Regions from separate parts of the Mus musculus genome. Here regions 1, 2, 3, 4, 6 and 7 are each linked to region 5. The links are chromatin contacts, called in public HiChIP or PLAC-seq, Micro-C and promoter capture Hi-C maps. All regions are on one chromosome and are shown on one strand. Each heading gives the region's core, a stretch centred on a gene start, on an enhancer-like site or on the middle of the called end of the contact. The rest is flanking DNA. Distances are from core to core; before and after follow the strand shown. Region 1 overlaps Rnf220 (ring finger protein 220). Region 2 holds the start of Med8 (mediator complex subunit 8). Region 3 holds the start of Plk3 (polo like kinase 3). Region 4 holds the start of 2610528J11Rik (RIKEN cDNA 2610528J11 gene). Region 5 holds the start of Slc6a9 (solute carrier family 6 (neurotransmitter transporter, glycine), member 9). Region 6 holds the start of Cfap57 (cilia and flagella associated protein 57). Region 7 holds the start of Armh1 (armadillo-like helical domain containing 1).

What was found. Promoter capture Hi-C pulls out the DNA fragments that hold promoters and counts their contacts. Hi-C and Micro-C count contacts between places; a contact is called where the count stands out from the background. HiChIP or PLAC-seq counts read pairs in DNA pulled down with a chosen protein or histone mark.
Region 1: a contact with region 5 is called in a Micro-C map of embryonic stem cells, with 2.1 times the contacts expected there. The contact joins the enhancer-like site here to the promoter of Slc6a9 in region 5. A contact is called at or near these places in 4 of 39 promoter capture datasets (the C10 cell line, hippocampal neurons, neural stem cells and 1 more), 2 of 484 Hi-C or Micro-C datasets (both in embryonic stem cells), 7 of 115 datasets of contacts at active chromatin or transcription factors (embryonic forebrain, embryonic stem cells, large pre-B cells and 3 more) and 1 of 9 other capture datasets (embryonic stem cells).
Region 2: a contact with region 5 is called in an H3K4me3 HiChIP or PLAC-seq map of embryonic stem cells, with 4 times the contacts expected there. The contact joins the promoter of Med8 here to the promoter of Slc6a9 in region 5. A contact is called at or near these places in 6 of 39 promoter capture datasets (the 3T3-L1 cell line, the SN4741 cell line, embryonic stem cells and 1 more) and 4 of 115 datasets of contacts at active chromatin or transcription factors (embryonic stem cells and pancreatic cancer cells).
Region 3: an HNF4G HiChIP or PLAC-seq map of pancreatic cancer cells shows a contact between it and region 5. The contact joins the promoter of Plk3 here to the promoter of Slc6a9 in region 5. A contact is called at or near these places in 2 of 115 datasets of contacts at active chromatin or transcription factors (neural tube and pancreatic cancer cells).
Region 4: a contact with region 5 is called in a promoter capture Hi-C map of embryonic stem cells, with 2.3 times the contacts expected there. The contact joins the promoter of 2610528J11Rik here to the promoter of Slc6a9 in region 5. A contact is called at or near these places in 1 of 39 promoter capture datasets (embryonic stem cells) and 1 of 115 datasets of contacts at active chromatin or transcription factors (differentiating embryonic stem cells).
Region 6: a contact with region 5 is called in an HNF4G HiChIP or PLAC-seq map of pancreatic cancer cells. The contact joins the promoter of Cfap57 here to the promoter of Slc6a9 in region 5.
Region 7: an H3K4me3 HiChIP or PLAC-seq map of embryonic stem cells shows a contact between it and region 5, with 4 times the contacts expected there. The contact joins the promoter of Armh1 here to the promoter of Slc6a9 in region 5. A contact is called at or near these places in 4 of 39 promoter capture datasets (the 3T3-L1 cell line, hippocampal neurons, liver and 1 more), 2 of 484 Hi-C or Micro-C datasets (both in embryonic stem cells) and 3 of 115 datasets of contacts at active chromatin or transcription factors (embryonic stem cells and forebrain).

What each region holds. Positions count from the first base shown.
Region 1 is chr4:117,282,230-117,285,202 of GRCm38.p6, forward strand. The region is part of intron 8 of Rnf220 (ring finger protein 220); the gene reads right to left. Among named protein-coding and RNA genes, the nearest start is that of Gm12843, 5.6 kb to the right of the region's middle. Within about 2 kb of position 1,277, at least 55 of the 459 cell types and tissues checked have an H3K27ac peak or open chromatin away from gene starts, as enhancers often do. A contact at or near this core is called in embryonic stem cells, where this site is marked.
Region 2 is chr4:118,408,055-118,411,000 of GRCm38.p6, forward strand. Med8 (mediator complex subunit 8) reads left to right here and starts at 1,283. Exons shown (of 7, transcript NM_020000.3): 1 at 1,283-1,332; 2 at 2,831-2,946. The coding sequence starts at 1,327. It overlaps Szt2 (SZT2 subunit of KICSTOR complex), which reads right to left and starts at 1,209. Exons shown (of 72, transcript NM_198170.4): 1 at 1,109-1,209. The coding sequence starts at 1,135.
Region 3 is chr4:117,132,548-117,135,766 of GRCm38.p6, forward strand. It overlaps Plk3 (polo like kinase 3), which reads right to left and starts at 1,416. Exons shown (of 15, transcript NM_013807.3): 1 at 1,105-1,416; 2 at 848-955; 3 at 642-758; 4 at 358-487; 5 at 180-267. The coding sequence starts at 1,317.
Region 4 is chr4:118,525,544-118,528,687 of GRCm38.p6, forward strand. It overlaps 2610528J11Rik (RIKEN cDNA 2610528J11 gene), which reads left to right and starts at 1,732. Exons shown (of 3, transcript NM_025572.2): 1 at 1,732-1,794.
Region 5 is chr4:117,833,539-117,836,595 of GRCm38.p6, forward strand. It overlaps Slc6a9 (solute carrier family 6 (neurotransmitter transporter, glycine), member 9), which reads left to right and starts at 1,720. Exons shown (of 14, transcript NM_008135.4): 1 at 1,720-1,939.
Region 6 is chr4:118,618,869-118,622,089 of GRCm38.p6, forward strand. It overlaps Cfap57 (cilia and flagella associated protein 57), which reads right to left and starts at 1,917. Exons shown (of 23, transcript NM_026789.5): 1 at 1,808-1,917; 2 at 1,381-1,542. The coding sequence starts at 1,537. Ebna1bp2 (EBNA1 binding protein 2) reads left to right here and starts at 1,931. Exons shown (of 9, transcript NM_026932.4): 1 at 1,931-2,129; 2 at 2,214-2,297; 3 at 2,493-2,665; 4 at 3,202-3,221. The coding sequence starts at 2,064.
Region 7 is chr4:117,250,513-117,253,304 of GRCm38.p6, forward strand. It overlaps Armh1 (armadillo-like helical domain containing 1), which reads right to left and starts at 1,405. Exons shown (of 13, transcript NM_001145637.1): 1 at 1,241-1,405. It overlaps Tmem53 (transmembrane protein 53), which reads left to right and starts at 1,439. Exons shown (of 3, transcript NM_026837.3): 1 at 1,439-1,622. The coding sequence starts at 1,562.

The DNA of each region.
Region 1 (2,973 bases), core at 27-2,526, 550 kb before region 5:
TTTAAAACTAATCTTTTCCACATCCTTTTGAGCAGACTGATCCTTCTAGTTGTACTGAGTTCTGGCTTCCCCAAGTCTGGACAAGTGAATTCTTACTGGCAACCGATACAAGGGAGGACTTACAGCCCAGCACCCCACACCTCTAAGACAGAGGAGGTAGGGAATAAGAGGAAAATCGAGCCCTTACTCATTGGTCACATGGCTCCTTGAGGATGGAGGTCACATGGTCACAGTTATCCCAAGGCTGCCTCCCTTGTGGCCCATTTCTCTAGCCTGAAGACATCTCTTCTGCCTAGGTTTGGCAGAGTATCCCAGAAAAGCACCTTTTACCCTAATTGTTGTATCTTTAGATGAAGCACTGGGCCCTGGGTTCTGCCCATATGCAACACCACGAGCAGTGCAAAAGACCTGAGGTTTCAAGTGAGCAGGCGGCAGCGGAGTGCACAGCCCAGAGTGCTCTGAGACCCGAGGGTCAGACGAGCTGCTCTCTACAAGACTTTCCTCATTTCCCCAGGCTTTATTTCTGTTTCTTAATCTGTTTGTACTGGGAGGCAGAGGCAGATGAAACTCGAGTCTGAGGCCAGTGTGGTCTACACAGCGAGTTCCAGGTCAGCTGGGGTGACATAGTGAGATCTCCTCTCTAAATAAATAAGAATCTATTTGTAGACCGACCTCCCTCGACGTTCTCTTGCTCTCTTTTGTCCTGAGACATTGACCCTCCTTGTCATTAACCCCAGGCTCTCAAGCTCACAGCCTGTTCTTCTGAGCCAAGTGTCTTCACCATGACTCTTGCTAGACCACTGCCTAGATTACATTCAAGGCAGCCGGTCTGACCATGTAGGAAGCTCTGTTGAGGATGACGAGGGGACCCTAGTCTGGGAGGGGGGACAGAGGAATGAAGGGATGCAGGGACTTATCACAGTTCTTCAACTCTTTCATATCTAACAAGGACAGCAATCTCTGCTGTCAGCATGCACAGGACGGCTTAAATGGGCCTCGCTACTCTCCTGCTCATCCTGCCTCTGCCTCCCTCTCTGAAGTCGGCCGGGCAGCTTCTTCGGCTGGCGTTATCACTCCCTCTAACCGGTCTTGGCAGGCAATCTAATTCCTCCTGAAAAGGTCACCGCCATTTTAACTGCCTTTCAATCACATTAAGCAGGAGCTGCCCAGCTTGCGGCCCAGCCCGCCCGGCGGCGATCAATGCACTGCACTGACACCAGCAGCCTGGCAGGGCCACACCCAACCCCCCCCCCCAAGAGTTGGGCCTATTGGTCCTGGCCAGGGAGGGTCGGCTGACAGATGGCCAGCTTTTGCAGATGGGCTTCAGGGGCAGAGGCAGTCAGGATCAGCCAGGGCCTCTCTTTGATAGCCCCTCCCATTGAGGAGGCTCCACTTTCTGCCTCGTGGCCCCCGCTGATCTCGCTGTAAAACAGCCTTTCAAGTTAGCCTGTCTTTTGACTGCACTAAGCTGTTTAAGAGGCGGCAGCAGCTTCTATCAGGAAAGCTGGAGCAATTCTCTGCAGATAAAGGCCCCTCCGGCCCCATTCCCTCTTCAAGTCTCATTCTCGCTCTCCAAATCGCTCAAAGAAAAGCCCTCTTTGAACTCTCCTCAGGAATTCTTGAAAGGATCAACCTCGCAGTGTAAACACACCCAGAAAGATGATACCTACCCGAGGCCCGAGAGCCTCTGACACCCATCTGCTGGCACATCCCATGCAGAAATGGCTTTGCTTAAGCAGTGGGCCCTGTGCAGCCTGACCCATTCAGACACTCCAGGAGCCCAAGAGCCACAGGGTCCTGTTCCTTGCCAAGAAACCTAAGCAGCAGCTGCAGTTGGTGTGAACAGTTGCAACTGACAGCAGAGCTAATCTAGAACAGCCTTCCAGAACTGACTCAGCAAGACTGCCTTCTAAACCTGGTCACACACCCTAGCATCCATGTGCCTCATTCCTGGGCTCATGAGCGCCATCCTTCATTCTTGAGAGGCTTCAGACCTGCTAGAGCCCCAGGACAGAAATGCTCTGTGCAATGACAACTAAGGCTGCTTACCTAGGGGGTGGCAACAGTTTGGTTTAACCCTCCTGATTTACGCTCTGACTTGTCTTCAGACTGGTGGGCACCATGCAACAAGCTCAGAGGCACAGTGCCCATCTGCACTGGATGGCACTGCAGAGACTTGATCTCACCGGAGACCAGGTGTCATGGCTCTACGGAGGCAAAGGCCCTCCTTCGAGCCTGCTGAGAGATCCCCCAAAGACCACACACAGTGGCCATCTCAAGGGTGTTGCCCAGAAAAACAGGAGGCAGATGGGATGCAGCCTGGCTCTCTTAATGACCACAAACTGCAGTGCCAGCTGTGCTTTACACAGAAAGAGTTAGAAGCCAAGAAGCAGGTACCTCTTTCTCTTGCCCATGGTGACAGAGCTTGACAAGAGGACACTGACCCTGGGCACCTAACCAATTCTTCTGTCTCATCTAGGGAGCCAACCCTTGTCTCAGGAGCTAGGAAGGGAGCAGAGACGGGTAGGGCCCTGAAGACTCTTCGGCAGCGATTGGGGAGAGCCCAAGGGAAGCAGGGAGCAGCTGAGCCCAGGCCCCTCTTCCTTCAGGGCAGAGGGCGCCATGGGAGAAGAGATGGGATCAGAGCTAAAATTAGATTCACCAATGAAGCTCATGGGAGGTCAAATTTTGCCATAACTCACTCTCTCCTCTGTAACTGATTTCCCTGACACAGACCTGGGGAGGAGGAGGAGGAAAATGCAATGTGTTTGCCTAGAAGCCCTGAGGGCCCCTAGTGCTGGAGGTGTACAGCAGGTTGCTGGATTCTCATTTATCAGCCTTAAGAGGGATGGAGTGATAAATGCATAACCGTCCCTTTAATATTTTATGCAGGTGCTAACGCGGCTTGGCTGTCACCTTCAATGCATCACCCGAGGCTGAGAGCCCCCCTCGTCACTGCTAGCTTGCAGCCTC
Region 2 (2,946 bases), core at 33-2,532, 570 kb after region 5:
TTGGGAGCCTAGCCTCTCTAAACATCACCCTTTCTTCTTGGTATTCTGTTTCTACCCTATTCACTCATAGGGTTTTCATGTGTGTAGTTTATCACATCCTCCCCATACACGGGTGTGTGTACTCATACATTATACATATATAAGATCACACCCGTGTCAGAGTGCACGTGTGCAGGTCAGAGGACAACTTGTAGCTGTAGAGCGAGCTCACCTACCTGGGAGTTCTAGCCCCAATACTAGCTGCACAACTATGCTTCTTTTAATAGTGGCACCTCAGTTTCCTGAAAAGAGGGATGATAATGGTGTTTGCCTTATAGGGTTGAAAGAACTGGTAACAGTAAAGAGCTCAGAATTGTGGCTGGCATACAGTAAGAATTCGACAAGTAGCCATTGCTATTTGTATCGTTACGCACATGCATCAACCTTCCCTCCTACAAGGCTATCCCTCTGGGGTCCTGGACACGCTAGCCAAATTTGGTACCTCCTCGGATCCGCTCGTTCAGTTGGAAGGAGTAGTCCTAAGGTATCTTTGCATGGCATGACACCTCACCTGCTCTGACTTCAGTTGTCTGCTCTGTACATGACAATAAATACTGCCAGATTCCCTGCTGGAGTCTGAATGTCAAAACATACATATAGGGTTCTTTGCATCTAGGGGGTGGGGGGTGGGGTGGGGGGGCGGGTGCCTCGTCTGCCTTTTCTGCCTTAACTTGTGATCCCCAAGCCACATCACAGAACAAATACTTTTATAAAGAAGGAAGCAGGGTCTGTCCTAAGTTAAGACTGGCCAGAGGGTTGTAGGGCTTTGCCAAGAGCACGAACGCTAGAGCGAAATCAACTCATGCTATTGATTGCATTCCAATAGATGAGATACAAAAAACCCCGCAAAGTCGGTCAGCTTCGGCGTGGCACAATGAAAATCCCAACTAATAACCAAAACACGAGTTTTTATCAGCATCACTATCGCTAACAAGTCTGTGGATGGGCGACGAAGATCAGGATGGCATCTGAGTAAACAAAACAGCAACGGCCTCCTTGAGGCTCCGGAGGGTGAAGGCTGCCACACGCCCGCCCTCGGGCCTCGGCCCCGCGCCCGCCCATCCCTCACCTCTGGCTCGGGGCGCTCCGAGGCCATCACACAGCCCTCCCGCGCCGGCCCGGGCCAGGGAGGTTGCTCCACTCCTGACCTCTGACCCGGCTAGTTCTGTACCGGGCAGGAACCGGAAGTTGTTGGGATGGTCCCGTTTTGAGTTTTCTGATTGGTGAGCGCAGCAAGCCGTGCGAGAAACCGGAAAGGGAAGTGGTTGCGCCCGCCGGGCCGCGGCAATGCAGGTGAGAAGCGGGTTGGGCCTTATAGCCGCTGGCGGGAGGGTGATTGGGCTGAGGACACCGGGGAGTTGGGGCTGTGAGCGGAGGGCAGAGGAAAGGCAGCGGAGCCAGAGAGAGCGAGGCCAGCTGCGGGAGGCGCGGGCATCGAGCCCGCTGATGTGAGAAGGTCGGAGGCCCGGGGAGGAAAGGCGGACTTGATTGAGCGTGGAAAAGGATCGTGGTGGCATTTGGGAAGGCTCGGGAAAGTAGTGGGCTGCCGCACGCCTCGATCTAGGCTGTTGGACACAGGCGTCATAAGGCTTCAGAAGGCTAAAGGGATCGTGGGCCTCCAAGGATGAAAACTAAGCTGTTTGTAATTCGAGGCTGTGGGTGGAACCCGGTGTCCAACCCCCTCAGTCACATAGTCAGGTTTGCAAATCAGCTTTGCATCATTCTTCCCGGCTTGTACCTCGTTGCTAAGGGCGGAGAAGTGGGGTAAATAGTCCTCAGATAGTCAAACGGAAACCCTCTGCCGCCTCAGCGTTTAAAATTGTCTAACACTCAGAAACAATGTGCAGGTTTCCTCGCCTTTGTCTTTCATTACTCTTTCATTACTCACTTGGCTTGTTGCATCTGATAAACCTACACTGTTTATGGGTCACCCGAATTATGAAAGAGACACGGGAATATTGGCACAAAGATGCACGTTGACTTTCCAAAGCACCAAATGCTATGGATAAACGGCCAGTTGGGGGACCGGGAAGGGGATTGCAGAGCTGGTATTCAGAGAAAACCTTACAGAGAGGCAACGTGTGAGATTGTCCAGATTGTGTGGTTGACAGTAGCTACACTCACAAGAGGATGACCAGAGGCACCCATGATATAATGAACTTCGGGAATTATTTAGGCTGTGTGTGCAGATAGCACCCCTGTTATCATGGCAAACCTTTCTGAGGTGAACTGAACTTCCTGAAAAAAACAAAACAAAACTGTGTCAATGCCAACACCACAGAGTGACACGAGGGATTCTCATCCACCCAAGGAAAGCAGCGCAGTGACAATAAGCAGTCGTGAGGTAGGCAGGCCACATCTATTTTCCAGAAGAGGAACTGACAAAGAAGAGTGTGCAGAAACCTGAGCACGTTCCTATTAACCCTACTGCAAATCTAAGAGAATGTTGTCTACTGGGAGAGGCAGTGTTTGAGAGCTGGGAGGAGGAGAGCATGGAATTAAAAAGGTGCAAGGCTAAGTGAGTTCGAAGCCAGTTTTGTTACAAAGACAAATCATGAGGTTTCAAGCCAAAGAGAATTAGGTCTGGTGCAATGACCTTCTTGAAGGACCACAGTGTAGGAGGGTTATAGAGGAATCAGTTAGTAGGAGGACTTCAGGCCAGGTGAACAGGTTGAAAGGTCTAAGGGTTGATGCTATCTGTAACCCAAATACCAAGATAGAAAACAATTTAGCTTTTCTGAATGTGTCACGCTCACTTGTATCTGAGTAACCAAACACACTGTTGATGCAGAGGGAGGAGAAGCAGCTTGAGGCATCATTAGATGCCCTGCTGAATCAAGTGGCCGATCTGAAGAATTCACTGGGGAGTTTCATTTACAAGTTGGAAAACGAGTATGACCGGCTGAC
Region 3 (3,219 bases), core at 166-2,665, 700 kb before region 5:
TACACTCATAAGATTGCTGTCCTTCTTCACCTAACCCAGTGACCTAGGTTGCCACCTCTACTGTCACACATACAGAAAACCCATCATTACCCCTTCCCTGGTTATCCCAAGTACATATCTGGTCACCTTGTACATCATCTGTGTCACAAACAGGCTGTGGCCACCATCCCCTCACTCACTTTTTCCTCTGCTCTGGGGGCTCTAATCGAGCTGCCAGCCCAAAATCCCCCACCTTCAGTTCCATGTTATCCGTGATGAAAAAATTTCCTAGACAGTAGCAGAGAGACGCGTCAGATTCTTAACGCCTTTCATCCCTCCGCAGGTCTCCACCCTTCAGACCAGACGCAGGAATCTCACCCAGCTTGAGATCTCTGTGTAAGATACCCCTCTGGTGCAAGTACTTGAGGCCAGAAAGGATCTGGCGCAGGTAGTAGCGAACCTCTGGTTCCAACAGGGTGTGTCGGGCCTTCCAGATGTGGGCCAGGGACTGCAGAAAGTCACTGTTTCAGACCCCGCTTGCCTTCCCAGACCCTCCCTCCATCTGTGTTTGCTAAAGATGACAAGAACAGCTTTGGATCTTAAGAACCCGCTTCCTCCCCTACCCCTGTTCCCAATGAACCCACCCCGCCCCCATTCCGGACCTTTCGGCTACAGAGCTCCAGGAAAATGTATATGTTGTCAGCATCCTCGAAATGATGTGAAAAGCGAACGATATGGCGGTGCTGTAGGTCTCGGTGCAACTCTATCTCATTTAGGATCTGCGACAGGGGAGTGAAATCCTCATCTTTCCAGGGTTCCCACGCCACCATCCCCTCCCCATCCCTTGGACCGCAGGGCCTGGACCCACCTTCTCGCGCTGATGCGGCTTGGCGACGCGACTCTGTGGGATGACTTTGACCGCGTAGGCTATACCAGACTCGGTGTCAGTGGCTTCATAGCAGCGTGCGAAGCCCCCCTAGAAAGAAGAAGCTGCATCATCGATCTGGGCGCTCCGGAGTGGCCGGATCCGGCCCGTAGAGCTCCTCTCCACCTCCGGAGTGGCCCGGTCGGGTCCGCAGAGCTCCCCTCCACCTCCGTCAACGCTACCCCGGAGCCCCGACCCACCTTGCCCAACAAGCGACCCTTGGTGTAGGTACGGCCGCTGAGAGGGTCGGTGATGAGGCGACCAGGAGGATCCGGCGCCCGTGGCCCGGCCAGCACCTCAGGTTCCGATCGCGGGGAGGCATTGGCAGGCGGCCCCGGGCCGGCGGGGGGCGCGGACGGGGCAGCCGCGCGCGGGAAGGGGCGCGGAGACAAGAAGCCGGCGGCGGGCTCCATGCGGACGGCGCGGCGCAGCGCCTGCCGAGCTGGTTCTCGGTTCCGCCCGGCCCCGGCCGCGCGTGGCGCTGCCTGGTTTCTCTACGCTGCGATCGCGCCAGGGCAAGGGGGAGTCCGACGTTTTTATCAATGAACCCCTGCCCCCTCCCCGGTGTTTCGTCATCTCGAGCTCCGCCCCTTTCCTGGCTGCCAGGCTTGGAGAGGCCACGCCCATTGCTCCGCCTTACGTCACCTGAAAGATCTTCCCTTGCCTGGGCGTTCTTAAAGGCCACTCCTCCTGCTCTGGCCTTAAAGGAGCCCCGGTTGAGCTAGTCGCCTGGCAGGTGTAACCCTGCTCCGTTTCTCTAGGCTACCCAGTGCAAGTGACTCTTTTTTTCCCCTTCATCCTTAGAATGTGTGCTGAAGTCGGAGTGGAGGCCAGTTATCCGGAGGCCTCTTTCGAGCAACAGTAAGGGTTAGCATTCAAACTGGGGAGGAAAGACAGGGGTGTTGCAAACTGCTCAGTGCACATCACCAACACAGGTGGTTTCCTGCAAGCATCTCTTGCTCTGGTACAGAGCATGCTGCCCTCTTCGGGGACTGTGGAATAGCACGCTGCAGAGCCCGATTTACCTGGTCTGGGACTGTGCAATGGGTTTGTGGAACAGAGCCTGGTATTCAAGGTTTTATGTTTGCGTTTTGTTTTTCCAAGACAGGGTGTCTCTGTGTGGCCCTGGCTGTCCCAGAACCCACTATGTAGACCAGGCTGGCTTTGAAATCAAAGATCCACCTGCCCCTGCCTCCCAGTATTCACTGTTTTTCACCATGTTCCAGGCTACATCTTCTGCTACCCAATTCTACCTTATTATTCTTCTGAGGGAAAGGAGAGCTGAGGCAGAGTAGCTGTCATGTGATCCAGGCTGGCTTTGAACTCGAGGTCCTTCTGTCTTCACCTTTGACATGATGGGACTCCAGACCTGTACCTCTGCCCCAGACCCTGAGTTCCCCATCATATTCTCAAAAATACCTATTGCACCGAGTCAGCAGGCAAAAGGCCAGACAGTGAGGAATGAGAACTGGACACTCTTAGGTGCTAGAGACCTGCAACTGGGCAGTTAGCTTTGAAGTCCATTACAGATAAACTCAAGTAGGTGGCAGGAATCTATGATCTATGTGGAATCTTTTTCTGTGTGGGTTTTTTTTTTGGGGGGGGGGTGTTGTGGAGGGTTGTTTTGGTTTTTGTTTTGTTTTGTGACAGAGTTTCCAGGAAGCCAGGAATTCGACCTGTAAACCAGACTGGCCTTGACTTCCTACCTGTCTCTGCCCCTCCACCACTGCCCGGCTTCGATGTGAAATCTTTTTTTTTTTTTTTTTTTTTCCTTGAAATAGGTTTCTCTGTGTAGACTTGGCTGTCCTGGAATCATTCTGTAAACCAGGCTGGCCTCCAACTCAGAGATCTGCTGCCTGTCTCTGCCTCCAGAGTGCTGGGATTAAAGGAGTATGCCACCACCTGCCTAGTTTCCCCAGTGGAATCTTAATCCCTAAACTTTCTCCAGGGGTCACAGATCTCCTGCTGGCTGTGTAGCCTTCGTTTTCACTTGGAGCCATACATTCAGACCTCAGATTTACTGAAAACATCTGCAAAGTGGCAGGCGCTGCTACCAATAAGAATGGCCAAGGCTGCAGCCCTTACTTAGTTTCTGCAGTTTCTCTATTGTGGAAACAGACTTAAGTACATAAATAAAGTAATTACAGGCTGTGAAAAGTGCTAAGACGGAAGTAAACAAGGAGCACCCAGAAAAACCAACAAACACACACATACAGCTGTGAATCAGCTCCCTCCTTCCCCAGTGTCTGGTCTGGATCATAACCTATCTTGTTGGGATTATTGCATACGGCCGTCCCTGCCTTTGGTCTCATCTG
Region 4 (3,144 bases), core at 482-2,981, 690 kb after region 5:
TAGAGGTGAGGAACCCAGGAGGAATGAATACCCATACTCTTCTGGGTGGAAATGCTAGAGTTAGAAATGGCGCAGGCGTTGGAAGTGTCGGCGTTGGAAAGTTGGGGTCACAGTGTGCAGAGCCCGGGAAAAGGGAGCATTGCAGGGTCTGGGCAAAGAAAGGAGGTGAGCTGGGGCACAGAGTAGAGTGGAAAGGGGCCCAGTGACGTGGGAAGGGTGGGAGTTACTGTGTCAAGGGGCTCTTACCAGTGAAGTGGGACTTCATCCTTAGAGACTCCAGGCCTTGTACACCAACTCCCAGCCTGCAGACCATGCCACCATGCCCCTGCTGAAGCAAAGCAAAACAAAACAAAACAAGAACTCTCAAGACAGACTGTGACGGCACGTGCCTTTAACTCCAACACTTAGGAAACAGAAAGAGGAAGACATCTTCCCAGGACAGCTTGGACCACACAGATACTCTTTCAAAATAAAATTAAACTTACACTTAGCCACACCCCCTACCAGCGTCCCAGTCTAGGCTAGGTAGCAGTTGTGGGAAGGAAAAATGCAGGAGTGACCTAAAAAGCCACAGGACTTAATAATGGATATTAAGACAGGCATTCAGTTTAAGGCTATAGGCAAGAGGAAAGGGCTACTGCTCCCAACTGGGAAGGGCTTTGGGATAGGCCAATTGTCTGCATGGAGAAGCAACCATGGCTTCTGGATAAGCCAGGGCTGCAGGCAATGCCTACCACTCAATGTCTTAACACATTCTCAGGAAGATAAAACAGATTTTCATAGGCCTGCACCCTGTAAGTTATTAACCCTTCCGGTTCCTGCTCACTTTCCTTCTCGCCGCAGCCCTTTGTCAGTAAACAGAGGACATCACAGAACTTTTCTTTGGCAACCGCTCTGGGCAGCCCCCTCTCCAGCTGTGACCTCCTGGTCCTGTGGTGTCCAGCCTCGGGTACTGTGCTGGGTAATGAGAGCCCAGAGTGCCTCTGACACTGTCTTCTACCCTGGGAAGACAGACCATCCAGGTAGCTAGGAGGCAGGTTGGGTGGGAATGAGGCCAAGTTCCTGACAAACACTGAACCAAGAGTGTCCCGGACTCTGCTGGCCAGGGTAGAGGTGACCCTGAGCTGTATCTTGAAGGAAATGAGACATCCGTCCTCAGGATAGAGGCAAAGAGAAAGAAGAGAGAGGGCCAAGGGTCTGGCAAGTCAAGTCAAGGGGACCAGGAGACCTGAAGAAAGGTTTGAACCCCTTGAGTAGATACTTCAGTGTACACACACACACAGGTGCACGCGCACCGTGTGCTAGCACTTTTCAGGGAAGTCTGGAGCAAGCTTGGTTTCCTCAGGCTCTGCCTGGGAAGACTGTTCATTGCTCTCTCCCCTCATGGTACCATCTGGCTTGTTGCCTTTGCAGGTCTGTAAAACTCCCGGCTTCAACTTTGAACTTTGTACCGGCACTGGAAATCCACTTGTTTATCAGGGCTGGTAGGGGTGCCTGCTGAGATCTGTCCTTTTGGAGACAGGCTGGACCCCTTCTGCATTCCAGTTGCACTAATCCGCAGCTGTGGGGGAGGGAACAAGCCTACTGCCCCCTCAATGTGTTAGAGTGAGTCCTCCCTGCTGAGGACGCTGCAAATCCTGGCTGGTGCCCCGCCTTCCCTTCACCTGCACTTCCGCCCCGCCCACCTAGCCAGTGTTCCAGGTGAGTCAAGCGCCTGCTCTGGCCCTCCCACCTGTCCAGGTTCAGCAGTCTCAGCCGGAAGCCACCTCCACGGACTGTGCAAAGTGTCTGAAGGTGGGAGCGGAAAGGGGACGTTGGGGTCGTGGGAGAGGGTGCTCAGGCCTCTTTTGATCCATAAGGGCTCCTGCGTGCAGCAGAGAAACTAGATCCAGTTGAGTGTGTGTATCTGCAGATCTGAGGGGTGTGCATTACTGTGTTGTGGGTTGTGAAATGACAGTTGGAGGGGGATGGGCAGACAGGTGTGGGTTGTGAGTACAGAGGCATTTGGGATGTGACTTTGCCTATGTCTTTGGGAAGAATTCACAGAGCAGGGCAGGGGAGAAAGGGAACGGGTATAAAACCTTTGAAAAGTCTAAATGAACTCATGGTAGTATAACAAACTCTTGTCTTTTGAATACTGACTGCCTCGAGAGAGGGCCCAGAAGGCAACCAGAGGTTTCCTGGGAATGAATGAGTCAACTAGGCACGATCCGTTTCTGAGGCTTCCCTTTCCCCATACAATCTCTCCCCACACCCCTGAATTCACTTTACAAGCCTGGTGCACTAAGCCCAGAAACCCAGCTTCCCAGCCCCCAACCATAGGCCTACCCAGCCTACACAGCCTACCCAGCCCTCTGCCTCAGGGAAGTGTGTGGCTGGTAATGGCCAGTTCTGACTGGATGCTGAGGAGTCAGAGGTCACCTGTGGACCCTGGAGCAACCTCACCAGCCGGAAGGTCTGATTTGAATGAAAACTCTGATTTGAATGAGAGCCCAGAAGTGAACATGCTTGGTCTCGGGGTCTCGTGCTGGGTTTTGAGTCCCCCACACCTAAGAAGAGGACATGTTGGCATGTCGGGGAGCTGTAGTCATAGGCTCTGGTTGGCTTCCCGAGTGGATAGGAGGTGGCTAGATGCCTGTTAGGAGATCGAAGCTGGTGGCTAGAGGGACAAAGAGTAGGTAGCTTGGACACCGCTGTGGCAGAGGGCAGGGAGGAGGGCTGAGTCACTGGAGAAGGAGGTGGTGCATCTTGAGTCAGGTCATCCTTTGGGTACCACATTGAGGAGTGTGGCCAAAGCTGAGTCCTTCAGTTCCTTGCCCGGCCACTCTGCCCAGGGATGTCTCTGACTCTTACCACCCTCCAGCAGACACTGCACAGACCCAACTGTCCCCTTCCTCCTTCCCTAGCTGTGCCTCAGGATCCCATGCATCTCTCCATACACTCTTGACCTTCTTCCGAGGCTTCCAAGCCTAATCGTGTATATGTGATCTTCTCCAGCTCACATGCCCTTCCCGTAGGGTCTCCCAGCCCTGAGTGCTATGACTCTCATCAGGGCCCTTTCATACTCAGTTGGTCCTCTGAGATGGTTCCACTGGAAGGCCTGAGGGATGTAGTAGGAGAGGCTCCTGATGCAGGAACAGAGAG
Region 5 (3,057 bases), core at 470-2,969:
CCAACCTTCCCTTTACCTGGCAGCTTCTCCCAAGAGCCTCCTGTCCATCTGTCTTGGGAAGGAGCCATTTTGGATAATCTAAAGAGGAGGCAGGCTATGAGAGACCATAAACAACTTGTAGAGGAACCCAAGTCCTGGTAGGGAAGATGAGAAGTGTTTAGATACTATCTGGTCAGATCCAGGACTTGAGCACACACACAACTACACAGCCTGCTGCAGGACCCACAGTTAGACTCCCAGAAACTTCTACATAAGCAAAGTTAAAGGCCACAGGTGGTGGTGGTGCACGCCTTTAATCCCAGCCCTTGGAGGCAGAGGCAGGCGGATTTCTGAGTGCAAGGCCAGCCTGGTCTACAAAGTTAGTTCCGGGACAGCCACCGGGACTATACAGAGAAACCCTGTCTCAAATCCCCCCCCCCAAAAAAAAAGCCCACAGGCACAACAGATTGCTTAGGTAGATCTGCGTGTGTGTCCCCTCTCTACTCTATACAAAACTCTGGTAATTAGTTCGTGGGAGACTATAAACCCCAAGCAGGCTTATAACTGCTGTGTTCACGGGCAAACTCAAAAGGGACATAAGTGCCTTCCTAGATCTGACCAAATCTCGAGAATGAACAGATTGTGAGTTCCATGACAGCAGAAAGCAGTATATAAGAAGGTAGTTCTGGGAAAGGGCTGTGGTTGAGCCGTGGGGTAGAGAGAGGCCCAACTGAAGGGAGTGTGCTGGCTGCTGTCTTTTTCAGTGATTATAAATTAATAAGGTGGCTTCTCACACCAGTTGATCTTGTGCGCGGCTTTGACATGGATGCGCCTGCTCTTTGGAGACTGGATGTCAATAAACAAGCAAGTTTCCTGGCCGGAAAATGGTGAGAACTCGGGGCACAGAGTGGAATCCGGAGCCTGCCTCTCCAGACCAGGGCCTTTTGCAGAGCACCTGCGAAGCAACAGCAGTCCTCTGGCAATCAGTATTGTCTGGTTTGATAGAGGGTTGGCAGCTTGCTCAAGGTAAGCAAATGTGGCAGCCTGTTCCATTTGCTAGGCACCACTGCCAATCTGGAGCAATGAGTTTCACGTGGGTATGCATTTCCTTAAGTCATTCTCTCCATTTTGCAGAGGAGGAAACTGAGGCTCAACAAAGCATCTTTTGGCAGATACTGCAATCCAGGCACCTGAAGTAGGTAGGCTCTGTGGCACAACTAACCAGGTAGGGCTGATCAAATCAGTGGTGGAGAATTCGGGGAGAAAGGGCTCCCCAGCCTTGCAATTCCAAGGAGTGGGCCCCAGGCTTTACTCAGCTGTGCCCACAGTCTCTAGCGGCGCTACTGCAAAGGGAACGGAATTTGCTCTTGACGTCTCTCTAGGGGGAACGCAGGCGCAGAAGGCCAGGGGCCTGGCGGGCTAACTGCAGCCCCAGCCCCCCAAAGCGCCCCAGGCCTTTTGGCTTCGTTCCAAGCCTAGCCCGAAGGGGAGGACATCTGCTTCCTCCAAGTGTCCCAACTGAAGGGCAGAGAGGCGAAGGAGAAGGGGACTCCTTTGCCGAGCCCCACTCCCAGGGGTTCGTGAGGATCAATCATCAGAAAACTAGAGCCACTTGTAATCTTATTCCCTGGTAGGAGGAGTCTGAGTAGTCGGCACGCGGGAGGGAGGAGATGGGACCAGGGCGGGGGAGGGCGGCCAGGGGAGCCGCTCAGGGAGGGGAGGGACTTGGCTAGGTTTCTCAAGCCTTCTTCACTCTCCAAACTTTCACCAAACTCTTAGCCCCCGCCTCCCCGAAACCAAAACACAACAAGCTCTGGAGGAGCGGCAGGCAACGCGGCGGGGCGGGAGGACTGGCGGCTGCAGAGAGCCTCGGGAGGCTGATGCAACTTTCCCTTTAAGAAAGCCACCTGGGCGCACCGCGGTGCGGACCCAGCACGCCTGGGCCGGGGGCAGCAGTATGGTAAGAGAGCTGGGGGAAGGGGGCTTTGCGGCCCGAGCCTAGGTCTGTCCAGCCGTCGTTCTGGGCGTTTCTGTGACTCTGGGAGGCTGAGCCCCAGGATGTGTATGGATGTGTGTGTGGTGCGTGGATGAGATAGCGTTTGCTTGCGGGTATCTGTGGCTAAGAGTGTGAGTGCTCGCACTGGGATGTCTGTCTCGCCGCGAAGGTCTGGGTAGGTGCGTGTGTCTGTGTGTCATCGTTGTCACCAAGGAACTAAAGCAGACGGGAGGGAGGGTGATTTCGGAATGGAGGGGGTGCGTTGCGTGCCGACGCCGGCTCGGTCGGAGGTGGTTGGTACGGGGCTGTGCGCGCAGCGCCGGAACCGAAGAGCGTCTTCGGTCTTTCTGGGGCGCCAGTGGGTCTGCCGCGGCCGGGAGCCGGCAGCGGGGTCTGTGCCCCGCGTGCAGCCTCTCGCCCCACCTCCTCTCCCAGCCGTGCTGGCTATCTATCTGGGCGCCGCAGCCGGCGGCCTTCCTAATCTGCCCGCCCACTCGCCCGCCGGGTGCCGGTTCCCGCGCGCCCGCGGTTCCTGGGAAGCAGCGAGGAAGAACCCCAGCGCCCTCCGGTTCTCTTTTGTCCGCGGCTCGCGTGGCTGCAGCGTTGAGAAGGGATTGCGGGGCGGAGAGTGGTTTTGGGGGACTGCTACTCTGGGGGGAAAAAATCCACGCCCTGCCACTCGAGCCTTCACTCTAGCCTTCCTTCTGGGCATGCTTGCGGCGAGTGCGGGCGGCCACAGGTGAGGCCTGGTTTCCCGCAGCTCCCGAGCGCCTGCTCCCAGCCTGTACCCCGCAGCAGGCAGCCACACACGGGCCGGAGCTGAGGCCAGCGAGCCGGGAGGGGGCTTGCCCGCAGACCCGGGAGGGGCCGAGGACGGGCGGGGGCGGGGCAAGGGGGCGGAGACCTCGGCACCCGGGTACTTTTCCACCGCGGGGGGCGGGGCGGCATCCTCCACGCCAGCTGAGAGGCGCACACGTGGTGGCTGATGTAACGCCCGCCCCCCAACACACCTTGCACACTGATTAAAGCGAACCGGTCTCGTTTCGAGGAAGTGGGCACTCCGGGCGGTGCCATGACTCCAA
Region 6 (3,221 bases), core at 667-3,166, 790 kb after region 5:
AGTTTATTCTTGCAGAATATTTACATGGTGTTTGATGACTTTTACTTCTTTAAAACTAAGAATTATTTTCCTTTTTTTTTTTTTTCTGAGACAGGGTTTCTCTGTATAGCTCTGGCTGTCCTGGAACTCACTTTGTAGACAAGGCTGGCTCCGAACTCAGAAATCCGCCTGCCTCTGCCTCTGCCTCCTGAGTGCTGGGATTAAAGGCGTGCACCACCATGCCCGGCAAAAACTAAGAATTATTGTTCATTCACAGATACCACAAGGAAGAAAAAAAGCACAGGCTTCAGAAAGAAATATTTCTTTCTTACTTTTTGTTTTGCTTTTGTTTTTTTGTGACAGGGTTTCTCTGTGTAGCCCTAGCTGTCCTGGAACTCTGCAGAACAGGTTGGCCTTGAACTAAGAGATCTATCTGTCCCTGTCTCTCCAGTGCTGGGATTAAAGGCATCACTGCTTAGCTAATTATTTCTAACATATATACCTGACAAATTATTAGAATACAGGATATGTAAAATATGTCTATAACTAAATAAGAGAGATACCCCTTAGAACAAAATCTTACAAAAGTAACTGAAAAATTGGTAAAACTATTAACATAAAACTAGGGATATTCCAGGGGCTGGAGAGATGGCTCAGAGGTTAAGAGCACTGGCTGTTCTTCCAGAGGTCCTGAGTTCAATTCCCAGCAACCACATGGTGGCTCACAACCATCTGTAATGAGATCTGGTACCCTCTTCTGGCCTGCAGGTATACATTCAGGCAGAAAACTGTATACATAACTCTTTAAAATAAGTAAATAATCCGGGCAGTGGTGGCATACACCTTTAATCCCAGCACTTGGGAGGCAGAGGCAGGCAGATTTCTGAGTTCGAGGCCAGCCTGGTCTACAGAGTGAGTTCCAGGACAGTCAGGGCTACACAGAGAAACTCTGTCTCGAAAAACCAAAAAAAAAAAAAATGTTAAAAGGTTATTTGTCACTTAAGATAAAAATTTCAGCGTCTCCATCAGACATGGGTTCAATGAAGGTCATGTACTCTCAAAACCGTTAGACTCAAAAGAAGGTTCTGGTGAGGACAAACACAACTGCAGGAGAATACAAGAAAAACACTGTTTAAAGTAACTCTTCTCTGGAGTCATTGTGGAAAAGTACTTTTAAAACGTGTGTTATTTTACCTGTCATTTTGGCTACTTGTGTCACGTTAATCTATGATTAAGTAGTGTAAATGGCCATTTATTTTGTTTACATTTATAAAAATATGTGGATAACCCAGTTATCAAAAAAAAATCTTCCCAATCGTTGAGATTGTGCGGTTTTGTGTAGCACATGCCTTTAATGTATGTGTCAGAATGGAAAAGGTGGTTTCTTTTTTTCTTTTTTACCTGCAATGAATTTTTGCCATTTCTGATCTATATTGTACTTCACACAGTGATTTCCTGAAGGAAATATAATGATCTGTTCATCGAAGAAGAAGACATTGTTGGTCACGTGAGGCCGAAGACCAAAAACATGAAGCGCCTGAGCTACCACGGTGGACATGGTACCTGTCAAAAAGTATTGCAAAAGATGAAGAAAGAGGCAAGTAGGTGGGAGTGAAGCCGAGCAGCGCATCTCCCTTTCCTGCCCCGCCCCGCCCCGCCCATGGCCCCGGCCCGCCCCTCCCTGACCCCGCCTCGCCCCTCCATCGCCCCGCCCCTAGGCTCCTCTTCCTTTCCACCCCACCCCCGGGGCTCTTTCCGAGCCTTTCCTTCCTCTCCTGCACTCCCACCGCCCTCAGATCCTTAGGAGGACCCCAAAGAAACTATTTACCTCTTGCTTCACGGCTCTGGGTTACTAGACTACGTAGGGATCAGTAGGTGCTCTTCCTAAAGATCCGAAGCAATCCGGGCACGCCCAAACGCTAGAGCAGTTCCTATAGCAACGAGAAAACCGGAAGTGCGGCTATGAACCCGGAAGCGGAAGTCCCTGTTGAAAAGGCAGAGGCTTGTGGAGAATTTGTTGGCGGTGGTGCTGCTTGTGGGCACGTGGAGTGGCAGCCGAACCTCGCGGGGCGGAAGGCCGCGAGATGGACACCCCTCCGCTTTCAGAGTCGGACTCGGAGTCGGATGCGTGCCTGGCCTCAGATCAAGAGGTAGGCCGCAGCGGAGCTAGCGGGGCAGGGGCTGGGACGGGGACTTTATTTAGCTCTTTGGTACTGAGGCTCCCCGGTCTGTAGTTGCAGGATGCGTTTTCCCGCGGACTCCTGAAGCCAGGTCTCAATGTCGTGCTAGAGAAGCCGAAGAAGGCAGTGAATGACGTGGTGAGCTCGTGCGAGGGTCGGGGTCCTTGGAACAGGATGCGCACAAGCGCTGTGCCTCTTGGGAGACCGATTCTGGTGGGAAAGATGCACCCTGCGCTGCGGTCGTCATCCTGTGCGGATATTTGAGCATAGGACTTTGGGTTTCTGAGAGTCAAACTCGCGGTTCTCATGAGCGCCTTGTCTGACTTAACCTAGAGTGGCCTGAAACAGTGCTTGGCTGAATTCAGACGGGATCTGGAGTGGGTTGAAAGGCTCGATGTGACCCTGGGTCCAGTGCCAGAAGTCAGTGAGACTCAGCCAACACCTCAGAACCAGGACCAGAAGAAAGGCGTTAATCCAGAAGACGACTTCCAGAGGGAAATGAGTTTGTATGTTTGTTATGGGTCCTGCGATGGAGTTACAGGAAGGGGGTCTTAGTGTGTCTGCAACCTCAGAGGCACTGGGCGGGGTTAGCACGAGCGTGCGAGTGGATCTAGCGGGTTCCTCTGGTGGAAAGAATAGGTTCTTGGTCGCCGTTTAACCAGAACCCTGCTCGAGGGATGTTTCAGAATAATTCATTTGAAGCTTGTGTGGGTGCCTCCAATCATTAGAACACACTTTGCCTAGGGAATGTTATGAGTGCTCTTTCTGTAATGATTGGGAAACAGTTCATAGTCTGCGCAGTATTTAATAAGCTCGTTGTTTTAAACTGACTTGCTCTTGGAAGTATTTTCCCCTCGTAAATAAACATAAAGTGAGATTTCAGTTATATGTGCAATCAGTGGAGTTTTAGTTGGTGTGTCTGTCTTATCTTGCCAGTGCTGGTGGGATGTGATAGCTCTGAGGTTAGGTAACTTCTGAGAGGCAGTAAGAAGACATGAGCGCCCTTCCCCTCCCCTCATTACACCCTGTCCTGTAATGTCAGCTACCGGCAGGCCCAGGCAG
Region 7 (2,792 bases), core at 155-2,654, 580 kb before region 5:
AGCGCACTGTAGCTGTCTTCAGACACCTCAGAAGAGGGCATCAGATCTCATTACAGATGGTTGTGAGCCACCATGTGGTTGCTGGGATTTGAATTCAGGACCTTCAAAAGAGCAGTCAGTGCTCTTAACCACTGAGTAATCTCTCCAGCCCCCCCCCCCCGCCCCCGAAGCCTTTATGTGTGTCCTGGGGGTCTAAGTTGGTTCCTCACACTAGCTCAGCCATCTCCCCAGTTACTCCTCAGCAGTGTAAAGTGAGAGTCCCCACGGTTGGGGGCCATATGCTTTCACATACCCAATTCCCCTGTGATTTTATCTTTTATCTCTTTGCTGGATCTCTCTCATCTGAACAAAAGCCTGTACCTCCTAGCGGTTGCCAGCGAATGACAAAATAACTTGCCTTGCAAGTGTTCCATCCCCCCTCTTTCTTTTAAGACAAGTCTCATGTAGCATAGGCTAGCCTGGAACTTGTTATGTAGCTGAGGATGGCTTGAAGCATTTAGACTCCTGGCTGGGATTCCAGGGACATACCACTATGCTGTCACCTCCCACTCACTCTCAAGCCACTGACTCTTTTGTTCACTGGAATGGCACTTGCAAAGGTTGCTAACAACTTCTTTGTAAATCCAGTGCCATCTTTGAGGTTTTATTTACCGTATTAATCATCAGCCCTCAATACTTTCCTCCTGGTTTCTGTCTCCTACACACCATACCCACTCATTCCCATCACCCAAATAGCTTCTTTTTCTGTTTATGTATGTATGCATGTATGTGTTTATTTATTTATTTTGGACAGGGTGTCTCTGTGTAGCCCTGGCTGTCCTGGAGATAGATCAGGATGGTCTCAAACTCACAGAGTTCAACTCCTCACAGCTGGAATTAAATGCATGCGCCATTATGCCCAGCTCAGAAAATATTTACTAAATGTAAGAAAGCTGTACTCCTGTACTCGTCTAAACTACTTGGACTCACACATGAAAGGCCATGTCTTATTACCCGAAGACCCCTTTCCAGTCAGGCAACCAGTCTCAACCCACAGGTTTAGAAGGACCCGTTGGCACGCGCCGCCTAACACTGTTTTGTTCGTTTTTTCTGCCTCCAGCCTGGGAACTGCTGCTGGCGATGGAGGTAGATGTAGTTAGAGGTGCAAGTTCAAGTTTTCTACCAAGTACCAGAAGACAAAGTTCTGAGATGCCCTCTGCAGACCCGTAATACTTCATTCAACTCTCCCACCGACTCTTACCTTCACAGGAGGGTGCGGTCGCTCCGAGAGCGCTGCCCCACTGACCAATACTTGATCCAAGATCAAGAGAGTCAGCCAATTGCTGGGGCCCAAAGACAGTAGGGGCGGGGCGCGGTTGCTAGGGCCGGGCTAGTGGGTGCCGCCCGAGGCGCGAAGCGACTCCCTGGTTGCTAGGCAGGGAGGTCACAGAGTGCGGCTCGGGGATTGGACAGCGCTGGGCGTGGGCGGGGAGGGGCGTGGCCCGGCGGCGTCCCGGCCCCGCCGAGGTGAAACTGCGGGAGTTCCGGCGGGAGGCCTGTGCTGAAGACCCGCACCTTCACCATGGCCTCGGCCGAGCTGGATTACAGCATCGAGATCCCGGATCAGCCCTGCTGGAGCCAGAGTATGGAGGGGGATTGGGAAGGTGACCTAACAGCGATGCCCCGCCCACCCTGCGGCCCGCCCTCCCTCGGCCCGCCCCCTTCGGGGGTCCCGCAGGGCTGGCTAGAGCTTGCGGGGCGCTCCCAGCCCCGCCCCCCGTGCCCCGCCCCCAGTCGACTGAGGGTCTTTCTGTTCCACAACAGGTTCTCAAGGTTCTGCTTCCCTTTGTAGCTGGAGGCCCTTCAAGGTTCATTCTAATTCTTTTGTTTTGGATTCTCGCTCCTCATTTGCAAGTGTGACTAGGCCCATCCTTCATTTTTGCAGAGGTTTGGATTCCTGGGGGAGCCTCTGGTCCTCAGAAAAGCCAAGGGACTCAGCAAGCCTAGTCCTGCCCTTCTCAGCTCACCCTGGCAGTGGTTAACAGAATGGTCGGTTAGGCCGGGTGGAATTCTGTTGAAATCCTATCCCTTTAGTAATTGGATGACCTTCGGCAAACTTTCAACTTTGAATTTTAGTTTTCCTGGAGCAAAGCTGAGGAAAAATTGCTGGTTGCACAACTGAGATTATTTGTGTAAAGGACTTGGCATGAATCCTGATGGAAGTAAGCTTAGTAGTTGGCATTTAAACTTAACGTGTGTGTGTGTGTGTGTGTGTGTGTGTGTTTAACCCTCCTAAGGCCATATCATTAAAAAAAGATGTGTGGGAGGCCTCCTAAGATTAGTAGCTTGTAAAGTAGTGTAAGTTGTTGGACCAGAGAATGGAAGGTTGTCCCTTTTGGAAACTGGGGCAGAGGAGGCTTGGAGTACAGGTCGGCCAATGCTGCTCTTTGGTGTTTCCAGTCCACTGCCCCGCACTTGTCCAGCTCATCATAAAGTTTAGCTAGGGGGTGCTTCCTTCAAAAGCCTCCCCAGAGCCAGGTGGTGGTGGCGCACACCTTTAATCCCAGCACTTGGGAGACAGAAGCAGGCGGTTTTCTGAGTTCGAGGCCAGCATGGTCTACAGAGTGAGTTCCAGTACAGCCAGGACTACACAGAGAAACCCTGTCTCAAAAAACCAAAAAACCAAAACCAAAAACAAAAAAAGTCTCCCCAGGCCTCCCTTCCTATGCCCTCCTGTCCCACTGTGTGTTTCTTGCTTGGAATCTATCTAGGATGGGGCAGGGGCCTCTCATCTCCTAAAGCACGAAGGAAGG